Regions from separate parts of the Sus scrofa genome. Here all the other regions are linked to region 2. A link is a contact called in public Hi-C data. All regions are on one chromosome and are shown on one strand. The core of a region is the stretch at or near the end of the contact, and the rest is flanking DNA. Distances in the headings are between cores, read along the strand shown.

Region 1 (2,700 bases), core at 60-2,559, 100 kb after region 2:
ATCTCGGTGTCTGATGGACATAGGGTCCAGGTGCCTGAGACAACAGTTGAACACTTCATGGTCAGCTCACTTATGTGTGGATGGTGCCCCCTGCGGTTGTGCCAAGAAGCCCCGGGCTTTACAGAAACCACAAAGCAGGTCCTGGGAACCAAGTTTAAACTCAGAGGCTCCACTTAACCACCCAGGTGTCTGACTTTTCCCAGGATGCTGGACATGGGGAGGAGGTCCCTGGCACAACATGGTCATGAGGCCACAGCCCCAGATCCTGGCCCACTATTACATCATAGACTTAAAACCGTCTGTGCTTGGCCGGTAACAGTGCTGCACATTCAGGTTGGGAAGAGACAAGCCTGATGTGATGTGACAGGAGCCACTTTGCTATTGAACGAACAATACCACAGTGCCCAGGTGTCACCCATGGCTGGGCAGGACCGTGGCCACACTCCTGTCCACCCAGAGTCTCAGGACTGGGAAGCAGTCTTTGTGGATGCAAGTAGTTAGGACTAGGCTATCCTAGAGGCTGTGAGACAGGTGTCCTCACAGAACCAGGACGGGAATCTGGACACAGACATGCAGAGAGCCCAGGCGTGAGGATATAGGCAGAGGTCGGAGTGGTGTGGCCACAGCCAGGAGCATGACAGGACACTTGGGGAGGGGCGTGAGGGTCTCCCCTGGAGCAGGGGTAGCAGGGGATGGTGGCCCTGGACACTGTCATTCCTGACTCCCCCAGAACCCAGCGGGGAACTTTTCGACACGTGGATCCTGGGCCCAAAGGCCTCCACCCGGAACCTGGGACCCTGCCTGGGACAGCCCCTTGGTCTCTGCTGGGGGGTGGGGGTGAGTGGGGGAGAGGCTCCGCTGTGGTGGGGGATGTCACCATGACCCAGGAATCCTTCTCACGGGGCCCTGTGTTTTGGCTTCTGGGTGCGTGCCTCCCAGGCCGGTTTGAGTTTAGCCTTTTCTTCCTCTGCTCAGAAGTTGTGTCTGCTCTCTGGCCCCTGGAGCTCCAAAGCCCTGCCCAGGCCTCAGCCCGGAGCCTTTTGGCCTCGAACCCAGCTCTCCCTCCAGACCCAACCAGCCACTGCACCAGGGGACAGATGGCAGAGCTCAGGCAGCTGGAGGAGGGGGACAAGGGGCGATGTAGGTCCTGGCCTCCTTGCAGGGGTGCCCGCCTCCCTGGAAGTGGACACCACATGTCCCATGGTGGCCAGTGGCCCTTGGTGGGAGCCTCAATGGCCTGGGACCAAACCCAGATGCTGCTGGCAGAGAGGACAGGTGGTGACCATCCACATCCACGAGTGTCCTTGAAGGGCCCTGCCACACGCAGGACTCAGCTTCTGTGGCCTCCTGGGAGCCAGGATCCTGATAGCCACCAGCAGAGCAGTCCTGTGGCCCCTGTCCAGGTCGACTTTAGGGGAACAGACCTTCAAAATGCTGAAAGCATTTGTCTTCAAGGACTGTGCCACTCAGGCTTCATCAGGGCAAGTGTGGGGGCCTCTGCCTCGAGGGTCCCACATCCTCAGGGACCTTGCAGGGACCTGGCTGGCATCCCCCTTTCCAGCTGAGGCCAAGAGGTGAGGGTGGGTGGGCCTGGAAGCCATTTCCAGGAACAGAGTTGGAAAACAGCATAGGGGTGGCGGGTTCCTCTGTCTTTAAAATCATGTAGCTATAAAATTTGGAAAATTCTGCTATTGAGTGTTTTTAGATTCAGGAAAAGGGATACAAGATCCGGTCCTTCTGGGCCCCCCGGTTCCGCTCAGCCACTGTCTGAGACTTAAGGACAGAACCTTCCAGACTCACCTGGAGCCTTCCTCCATCAGGAAGGGGGCTGTGGCCCAGGATGGGCGGGGGAGGTGGGGCCGGCTGGCAGGTCTCCCTGAAGGGATTAGGAGCCACATGGCTGTTCACAGGGGAAGGCGCCACGTATATCCAGACGTCCGTGGGTGCAGGCAGGTTATTCCAGGTGACAAAGTCCAGGTCCTCGGGGAACCACACTTTCTGCACTGTTCCAGCCCAAGGAGACAGACACCCTGATTCCTCAGCAAAGAGGAAGCAGCCTGGACCTGCTGCTGCCACGCCGCATTTCTGAGCTTCCAGCACCGCCTTCTGGAATCGCCTGCAATTACAGCTGCTGCCAGTGGCCAAGGCGTTTCCTGTTTATTGGTGCCTGCAGGAGCTGGAGGAGCAGGGCCTGCTTGGTCCCAAAAAACCCGCGACCTGGGGCCATCAGGAAAGTAGCTATGGCACCCCCTTCCTCGGGTCACCAATTGGTGTCACCTGCCTGTTTTGCCCTGGGCCCATCCCAGCCCCACTCCAAAACTCAGGCCACATGCTCCTTGCCCAGCTCCCCACGGCCAGAACATAGGGACACTAGGACAGATGAGGATTTAGTGGAGAGTCAGGGAACCCAGCACAGCCCCTCCTGTGTGGACGCCAACTGCTCCAAGTGGAAAATGATTCCAAGATAAGGAGCTTTGGGAGAGAACATGCAGGAAGGTCCCACCAGGGTATGGACCTGCCCAGACTGGTGGGCGGCCTCCCAGCAGTCCAGGCTTGGCTGTGAGGGGGACACAGGACTGTCCAGAACAGGTGTTAAGGGAGCTGAGGGCTTGGCAGCTGCAGGCCTTGCGGGGTGGACCTGGCCACGGGGCCAGGCAGAGCTGGGAAGGACCCCTCCCACCTTGGACTGAGGACACTCCA
Region 2 (2,922 bases), core at 406-2,905:
CTCCCTTCCAACATCCCCACCTAGTTTGCAGAATAACAATAACAAAACCAGTGGGGGAACCAGGAACTGTGTCCTGGGAACTGATAACAGAACTCACTGGCACCACTTCACAGCCGCTAACCCGCACAGTGGACCCCAGCCCTGGCTCCTCCCGCGGGGCTGTGCTGGGGCCACTGTCACCAAGGGCCGCCTGTGTGGCTGGCTCTCAGCACCACTACCATCTGCACTTGGGGTGGCGCCGGGCTGCCTGCCGGGGGGGAGGGAGGGCTGTGGGTGCTGCGGACCCCATACAGCCACCTGACACATAGCCACATGTTCTCTGAAGGCCCTGGGCTCAACCTGGCCACCACCTCTTTGGGGTTTGGTCTGGGTAAGGAGAGGGTTGACCTGCTGTCAGAATATCTCTGCACCAGGGAAGGCGTGTGGAACGTGCTGGAAAGACATGGGCGTTCGTACAGAGACCCACGGCTGTGGGGACGGCCTAGCACACTTATTCACTCCACCCCTGACATTGCACAGGACGCTTTTGTGGTCCTCAACCCCTCTGGTCCCAAAGGAACCCGAGGCCACAGGCCCAGCAGGTCTGCCTAAGCTGCTTTCAGATTAAACAACAGGTTTGGGGCCACACAGGGGCCAGTGTTCCTCCCACTGGGCGGCAGGCACTATTGGGAGGGTGGACTCGGAGCCCAGCTGCAAGCATCCAGGTGCAAAAAAGCAGCCATCAGCCTCAAAGCAGAGATTTCATGATGGGGACAGGTGTAAACAGAAACCATGTGAAGGAGAGGGACAGATCTTCAATCAATGACACAGAAATGGGGGAGCCCTTCATTCTGTTATGAGACAATTGAGGTCCTAGAAATCTGGTTCTAGTAATACCAGAAATGCTGGAAAAGGGGTCAGAGAGGAACAATGATGACAGAAGGGGGAGGTGTGAGGGTAACAATGATGAAGAGAAGGAGGAGGTCGCAGGGTAATGATGATGGGGAGAAGGGGGCGGGCAGAGGGTGACAGTGATGGAGAGAAAGTCTCTTGGGGTAAGAAGCAGGAGGCAGAGGAGCTGAGAAGCTTTAGTTACTCAGGGCCTTCAGACCACAGGAGAAGAACATCTGCTCTTCAAGATGAAAGGGGAAGAGCATCAGCAGGGGCTTCCCCTTGCTGCCCACCCGCACCTGAACTCTGGAGAGGTGCGGAGGTGGGCAGCCCTGAGTCACTCAGCGAGTCCCGGGCCCCTAGGGATCCAGGCCTGGCTCCTCGGGGAGGCGCCCGACCCTCTCTCCTTGGCACTGGGGGTCAGAGACCCCGGGAGAGGGGAGGGGGCTCCCGCCTGGCACACCAACCCAGCCGCCCAAGCCTGGACTGTCAGGTGGGGTCCATGCCTGTCCCTCTGGGGCTCAGGCTCCCAAACCAGCACGGCACACTCCTTCCTCTGCCTGGGGCTTCCTGAGTCTGGGCCCCGGAGGCCAGGCAGCCGCTGATGGAGGCCTGTCCACAGCCCCGACTTCAGGCCTCAGGCTCAGTCTGGGCAGGGGCCCTACAGGGGGTGATGTGACAGACCCCCTTCCCTGAGGGCTGGGCAGCCGGGAAGGGTGGGCTGGGCAGCCTCGGCTCAGGCTGGGAACGGAAGCCTTGCGCCCCCGCCCCGCTCTCTTCCCGGCCTCGACTTCCTATCTTTCCTCCGTGAGGTCATGGGTCCGAGGCCTCGTCCGCCCCGCCCTCTGGGCCCTGGGCTGGTGGTTCGGGGGTGGCTTTTCTTTCTTTGATCCGGTTGTGCCGATGACACCTACGTTTCCCACAGTGTCTTCTCTCGACTGATAATTTCCATCTTCTTATTCAGCTTTTCCACCGACATGGAGGGTTTTTCTCTACAGAAGTATTTTGAACTGCAGGTAACATGTGACACTCAGAGGTGGCCGGGGACCTGAAAGCGGAACCTTTGCTTTGCTTACTGTCAGATGTCCCTGTGACAGGATGTGGTGAGCTGTTATACCACAATTCGATTTAATAAGAAAGGTTTTTTCCCTTATATTTAACTTTTCTCTAAAATGCTCCTAAGGTGGAAACTTTTTTTTTTCTAGAACTCATGTGGCAGTTTGAATTGTTGTTTTAATCTGGGATATACACCCAGGATGTGTGTGTGTGTGTGTGTGTGTGTGTGTGTATCTGGATTTGAGTGAAAAGGACGTTAGCATTTTTTAAAATATAAAACCCAGCATGTACAGGCGCAGCTTTTCACCTGTACCTGCATTCCACTTGTCAGTTTTAACTCTATCCTTCCTGACACTCCATAAAGATGGCTCTGCTGTTAATAACGAGCACACAAGCCCACCAGCAAGGTGAGATGTCTCTTGCAAAGGAAAATATTTGCACTTTCACATATGGGTTTCTTCCTTGCCCACGACTTCACAAAGAGCTGACAGCAAGCCCTTGGCTGTCGTGAGACGCCCATAGCCCATCTCCGAGGCTGCACTCATGTGTCTTGCATGACCACACTGAGCACAGGGCAAACCTAAAAGGAACTGTGGTTCTGAATAGTTTTGGTATGGCTCTCCCCTCTCCATGCCTAGCTTTTCTGAATGCAACTAAGGATCTCAAATCAAATCTTAGGGAATGAGCAAACTACTTCTTTACCTAACCCGTGTGCAGCCTTCACTATTCACTTCTAAGCACCTTCACGTATGTTATTCTTGATCCTGGCAATGACCCTACAAGAAAGTGAAGGCAGTGGCATGAAGGGGGCCCACTGCCCTTGCACCACAGGTCATGACTTGGCAACCAGAGCGGGGACTGCCCCACTCCCAACCTGGACACACTGTGGTCCTGTGAGTGTCCAGATGGCCCCCTCGTGGTCCCCCCTCCATAGGGCAGCCTGAACTAATCCTTCTTAACACTTCCTAGGAAAGCCAGCAGCAGCCTGGTTGTGGA
Region 3 (2,700 bases), core at 39-2,538, 80 kb before region 2:
GATCTGATGCTCACATGCCCATCCTGGGAGGCAGCACAGACACAGAGATCAGCCCTGGCCTGGGAGCAGGGCAGCAGGATCCTGGCAGGATGGGCAGCCAGACATTAGCCTGGTTTTCCCGCTGGGTCTCAGAAATGCAAGCAAGAGGTGGGACAAGGAGGATCAGGTCACCAGGACCAGCAGATGTGGACCGAGGTATGGACTGTCCACACCCGCTGGTCCTTGGGGCCAAGGGTCTGCGGGCATCAGAGAGCTGTGCTCCTGCTCCGCCCTTGCCCTGGAGGTCCTGGATGGCTCTGTCTGCCCTCGTTTCCCTGCAGTCTGCCCTCCTTGGCGGTGGCGGTGCCCTCAGCAGAGGAATACTGGTGATCTGACCTTCCTCACTGGCCCCTCCTCATCATCTTGGCTCTGGGAGCACCGGGCGGCTCCAGAACTCCAGGCCCATCCGCTGGGACTCCTGGGGTCATTTCATCAACACCCAGGTCTTGTCAGGGCTCCTGCTCCCCTGAGGGTGCAGCATGGGTGACCTGGGTAGTTTTCATGTCGGCCCTATGGGGTGACCCCTGCTCACGGTGGGCACTGGGGGCCGGACGATGATGGGCTGCAGGAGTGAGTGCATGTGGGGGGCCAGGAAGGAAACCTCCTGGGAAGAGATGGAGGGGAGGGGTTGGAAGTGCAGCCAGCAAAGCGTCCAGCCCTTTACTTCCTTGAGCTTATTTCATGTTTTACAGAGAGTAAATTGGAGCACATAAGTTATTTTCCCTGAAAGTAGAATTCTGCCTCAAGATGGCCTGAGCCTTGTACTTGAGAGTTTTGCCCTAAACAGAAGTTGTTCCATATATGTTGACGCTGTGGTATCACCAAAGCCCTGGCAGGGAGCAAGCCTGTCACAGAAAAAGGATGTGATCCAGCCCTTTATAAATACCCACCTCCATGTCTGTCCTATATTTGCATCTTCGTTCAGATTTTGGGATTTTTTTTTTTTTTTTTTTTTTTTTTTTTTTAGTGTCAGAATTCTCATTTATTTTACTTCTACTTTTACTTTTCTGGACTCCATCATACTATTAAGAAATATTTTAAAATACAAGTATAAACTAATATTGAGTGTAATTTACCTTAGCTTCCTTAAAAGCCCACCATCCCGTGGAAACCTGCTCCCATGCATCAGGAGTAGGAAAATATTGTGAGGTCTGGTGGACAACACACAGGACAAACTGCTCTCCGGACACTGACTGTGCCTCGGAAAGAGGAAGTGTTTGAGCCCTGCAGGCCTGGGGTCCTTGGACATGACTCACCACCCTTGTGGCTGGGCATAGGTCCGCCTGGAGACAGAAGCGCCTCCGGGAGGGACTCCGGGTGGTGTGGCGGCCACAGCACAATGTCTTCCCCATCCACCTCTCTGTTTTGGCTTTAAGTTTATAATCCCCCTGCCCAAAAGCATTAAAACACACATGAGGAGTTCCCATGGTAGCTCAGCATGTTAAGAACCTGACTTAGTATCTGTGAAGACGTGGGTTTGATTCCTGGCCTCACTTAGTGGCTTAAGGATCCAGCGTTGCCGTGAGCTGTGGTGTAGGCCAGCAGCTGCAGCTCCAATTTGACCCGTAGCTTGGGAACTTCTATATGTCCGCAGTGCACCTGTTAAAAAAAAGAAAGAAAGAAAGAAAAATTTACTCACATAAAAGGACAAATGAGATTAAATTTCAGCATTAACAAAAACTGATCCAAGGTACTCCATGTTCCTGGACTCAGACACTAGCTGAGCTTTGAGCTCAGGCTCTAGAAAGAAGCCTGCCATTCCCTCAAGTCTCAACTTGGAGTGATGCTGCCGGCCACCCACTCCCACCTTTTCCTTCATCCTCCCCACCCCTGGCCCCAGCCCTGTGTTGCTGTGAATTTGGGTTTGAGGAGAGCCTGCATCAGCTGTGTGGCAGGTGCAAGACTGAGCTCAAAGCAGGGTCTGGAGGCCTGGAGAGGGCAGTCACCCCACCCTGGAGCTTCCACCTGGCCACTGAAGCTCTCTATGGGGCTGACCGCTGCTCCCACCAGCCGGGAGTCTGGGGCTGGTGCCGTCAAGGGGCTGCAGTCCCACAGTAGCAGTGAGTGGTGTCCGCAGGAGCAGAAGGCCTTTCTCTTCAGGACAAGACTTGCTACAAGACCACCCACCCAGCAGTGAGCAGCCCAGAGCCTTAAAGGGTCTGTAACCGGTTGGCGGTGACAGCCAGCCCAACTGCCCTGAGCAGGCCACAGACTGGCAGCCTGGAAGAGTCATCCAGGCCCACCATGTGCAGGGGACACAGCAGGACCTCAGTTCCAGGGGACAGTCAGGAGGCAAAGTCAATGTCTGTCCAGTGGGAAATGAGTTGCCTCGAAAAGCAACCAGGTTGCCGGAGTGCAGGGCAGGGCTGTGGGTTTAACAGGACAGACATGGAGAGGGTCACTGGGAAGTGACTTTGAGGGGAAGGCACATGGGTGTCCCAAGCAGGAGAGACTTGCTGGTGTGCTGGGCTGTGCACCTGGCGTGGGACCCAGAGTTGCTCTGCCACAGCCCAGCACGTGGACGTCCAGAGCTCCTGAGAGACATGGCAGATCAATGGTGTTTTCCTGGACCCGGATCGCAAAGGCCGATTAGACTTGAAGTAACTGATGAACTTTCCACATCCCACCAGCATCTCCTCCTCCCTGGGAGACACGAGAAGA
Region 4 (2,700 bases), core at 171-2,670, 86 kb after region 2:
TGGATACCAAGGGAGAAAGTCTTTTGGTGTAAACAAGTCCGGAAGCCGGGATCTGCCACAGATAGCCAGTCCCGAGCAAGTGCAGAAGGCCTCCACTTCCGGCCCCAGATCTGTTCAGACAACTGCTTTTCTCTCCCACCCTCGCCACCATGGTCCCCACTGACCCAAAGGCCTGGAGACGCACAGCCAAGGAAGAGGAAAAGGAAGACACTGGGGGGGCACGGGTTCAGGCAGCCTTAGCCTGGTTGGAACATTTATTTTTTTATAAACAAGCAAGACATTACACTTTTAAAAGAAGGGCGGTGAATGATATGGAAAATATTATACAGTCACTGCAGAAACGGGCGCCTGCCGGTGCCAAGTGTGCTGGGCTCAGCTTCACCATTTCACCGCCACGTGGGGAGGGACAGAGAGAAGATCTTGAAGACAGAAACAGAAAGGAGGCCCACAAGGGACAGAAGAGACAGGTGTGGGGAGAGCCAGGCTGCAAGGAGGGGGCTCCTGGTCCCCTTCACTCACTCGGGGTGGCCGGTGGCCGCAGGCCCAGACTGAGTCTTCCGGTGAAAGTGGGGGTGATTGCTCAATGGTTCTTTCTTTTTCAAAAGCCTGCACCCTGGGGGGCCGGAGGAGTCCTTTATCTGTTGTTTGTTTAGGGGAACTTTTATTTTTTGACAGAGAAGAGAAAATTAAAGAAAGAACAGTGTGGCACCCTTGGGGGTCCAAGGTCTCAGAGGCTAGCTCCACTGTACCATCTCTTGATGGAGAGAGGCTTTGCCCTGAGGACACGGGGAGCAAGAGGGGGAAGTCTTGGGGGCCTCATGGGCCAGACACACTCTATCCTTTGGCTTGAGCAACACCCCACCCTAAAGAGAAGGCCCCTCCTGCGGGAATGTGGTCAGGACTCCGCTCTAGTGCAGCCCTGAGTCTTCCTACATGGCTGGGGGGGCCGACCCCAAGGGGGCCTCCCCCACCACTCCCACTCGCCCCTCAACCTGACCTGTTTTAATCCGGCGAAGGGTAGGGCGGTGGGGAGACTTTGGGCGCTGCCCCGACCCCGGGGCCGCGGACCTGGGTGCCGCGGAGGTGTGGGGACGGGAGAGGGGGTGCGCCCCGGGCAGAGGGGCAGGGGCCCGGCGCGCCTCCAGGCCGGCCCCTCCCCACCCGGAACCTACCCGCCCGACCCCCGCGCCCCCAGTCCCTGCGCCCCCGCCTCGCGCGGACCCACCTGCGGTGGCCCCGGCCGCGGCGGCGCCCTCGTCGCTCTGGTTAAACTCGAAGAGGAAATCAAAGTCGAACTCCTGGTCCTCCTCCAGCCCCGTCATGGTGGGTCGGGGTCGAGGGTCAGGAGGTCAGGGTCGGGGTCGGAGTCCGAGGTCAGGGGGCTAGGGTCGGGGTAGAGGGTTGGGATCCGAAACCTAGGGCAGGGGTCCCAGGTCAAGTTCAGGGTTGGATTCAGGGTCTTAAGTCTTGGCGGGGATCCGGTACCTGGTCCGGGTCCCGGGTCGGGCTCTGGGCTGGAGTCGGGTGAGCTCCGGAGTCTGGGCTCAGGGCGTGGTCGGGGTCCCGGGTTGGGTCAGGTTGGGGTCTAGTATGGGGGTCGGGGTAGAGATCCGGTATTGGGGTCAGAGTTCCGGGCAGGGGTCCCGGGCCAGGATCCCAGGTTGGGGTCCGGGATGGGGTCGGGGTCCCCGGCCAGGACCCCGGCGTGGGGTCGGGGTCAGGATCTGGGTTGAGGTCCGGTCGGGGTCCAGAGTCGGGTCCCCGGCCGCGGGCACCTGTGGTCGCGCCGCCCCGGGCTCGGCTGCGCCCTGCGCTCGGCCGCGCGTCCTCGGGTAACGTGACTCCCGCCCGCGCCCCTCCCCCCGGCCCTCCCCCGCCGCGCCCCTCCCCCCGCTGTTTCCGGGTTTACATAAACAAGCCGCTCGCCGGTCGCCGGCTTCCGAGTTTTAAATAAACTCTCCCCGCCAGCCCGAGCGCACGCCTCTCACTAGTGTCCCGGCTCTGGGCAAGCCCTTCCCACCCGCGCCCGGGGACCCCCAGGCGGCTCTTGGGGTCGACAGCCCCACTGCGAGCGAGACCCTAGAGTGCGCCCCGCCCCCTGAGTCTGCGCTGGGGTGGGGGGGATAGACGTGCGCCGGAGGCGGGGGCGTGGGGGGGGCACACGGAGTCTGGCCACTTCCGTCCGCCCCGGGGCCTGAGCGCCCCTGCGGCCCGAGCCGGGTGGGCAGGAGCTGGGGCAAGACAGCCGGCGGTCGACAACCCCCCTCCCCGCCTCCGGCAGACTCGCCCCGCTGGGAGCTCTTCGTGAAGCGCGCTGCCCCGACCCCGGTCCGGGGGAGGCGGGCTCGCTTGCCTCACCCGCAAACAGGCGCAAAGATCAATACCTGCGTCCCAATGAGCTGCTGACGCTGCCCCACTCCTACTGAAGGTGCCTAAAGGGGCCTCCTGCCGGCCAGGCCCCTTCTAGGAGCGGATCGGCCCGACTGGGCTGCTGCCTAGTTTGCAGCGCGCACGTCCTGCCGGAGCCCGGCAGCCTGGGCCCGGAGAGGAATTCCCTGGTAGCAGGGCTCGCTATCCAAGGAGCACTGGATTCCCCAACCAGCTGCAGAAGAGCAATGAACACAGAAAACACCGTTTTCCAGCCCCCACAGTTAAAGATGCCCAAAAGGGTCAGGAAAATGCGAGGCTCCTAAGAACCCA

Evidence for each region. Hi-C and Micro-C count contacts between places; a contact is called where the count stands out from the background.
Region 1: a Hi-C map of alveolar macrophages shows a contact between it and region 2, with 5 times the contacts expected there. The contact joins two enhancer-like sites. A contact is called at or near these places in 27 of 47 Hi-C or Micro-C datasets (adipose tissue, alveolar macrophages, blood and 13 more) and 2 of 2 datasets of contacts at active chromatin or transcription factors (alveolar macrophages and skeletal muscle).
Region 3: a Hi-C map of alveolar macrophages shows a contact between it and region 2, with 2.3 times the contacts expected there. The contact joins two enhancer-like sites. A contact is called at or near these places in 1 of 5 promoter capture datasets (liver), 21 of 47 Hi-C or Micro-C datasets (alveolar macrophages, blood, embryonic fibroblasts and 11 more) and 1 of 2 datasets of contacts at active chromatin or transcription factors (skeletal muscle).
Region 4: a Hi-C map of blood shows a contact between it and region 2, with 7 times the contacts expected there. The contact joins the promoter of NFATC1 here to the enhancer-like site in region 2. A contact is called at or near these places in 4 of 5 promoter capture datasets (fetal liver, fetal skeletal muscle and liver), 25 of 47 Hi-C or Micro-C datasets (alveolar macrophages, blood, brain and 11 more) and 2 of 2 datasets of contacts at active chromatin or transcription factors (alveolar macrophages and skeletal muscle).

Annotation. Positions count from the first base shown.
Region 1 is chr1:146,018,937-146,021,636 of Sscrofa11.1, forward strand. No RefSeq gene overlaps it. Among named protein-coding and RNA genes, the nearest start is that of NFATC1, 17 kb to the left of the region's middle. Within about 2 kb of position 1,310, at least 9 of the 83 cell types and tissues checked have an H3K27ac peak or open chromatin away from gene starts, as enhancers often do. A contact at or near this core is called in alveolar macrophages and retroperitoneal adipose tissue, where this site is marked.
Region 2 is chr1:145,915,601-145,918,522 of Sscrofa11.1, forward strand. No RefSeq gene overlaps it. Among named protein-coding and RNA genes, the nearest start is that of NFATC1, 86 kb to the right of the region's middle. Within about 2 kb of position 1,656, at least 15 of the 83 cell types and tissues checked have an H3K27ac peak or open chromatin away from gene starts, as enhancers often do. A contact at or near this core is called in alveolar macrophages and retroperitoneal adipose tissue, where this site is marked.
Region 3 is chr1:145,836,058-145,838,757 of Sscrofa11.1, forward strand. No RefSeq gene overlaps it. Among named protein-coding and RNA genes, the nearest start is that of CTDP1, 26 kb to the left of the region's middle. Within about 2 kb of position 1,289, at least 4 of the 83 cell types and tissues checked have an H3K27ac peak or open chromatin away from gene starts, as enhancers often do. A contact at or near this core is called in alveolar macrophages and retroperitoneal adipose tissue, where this site is marked.
Region 4 is chr1:146,001,477-146,004,176 of Sscrofa11.1, forward strand. It overlaps NFATC1 (nuclear factor of activated T-cells, cytoplasmic, calcineurin-dependent 1), which reads right to left and starts at 1,421. Exons shown (of 10, transcript NM_214161.1): 1 at 1,226-1,421. The coding sequence starts at 1,322.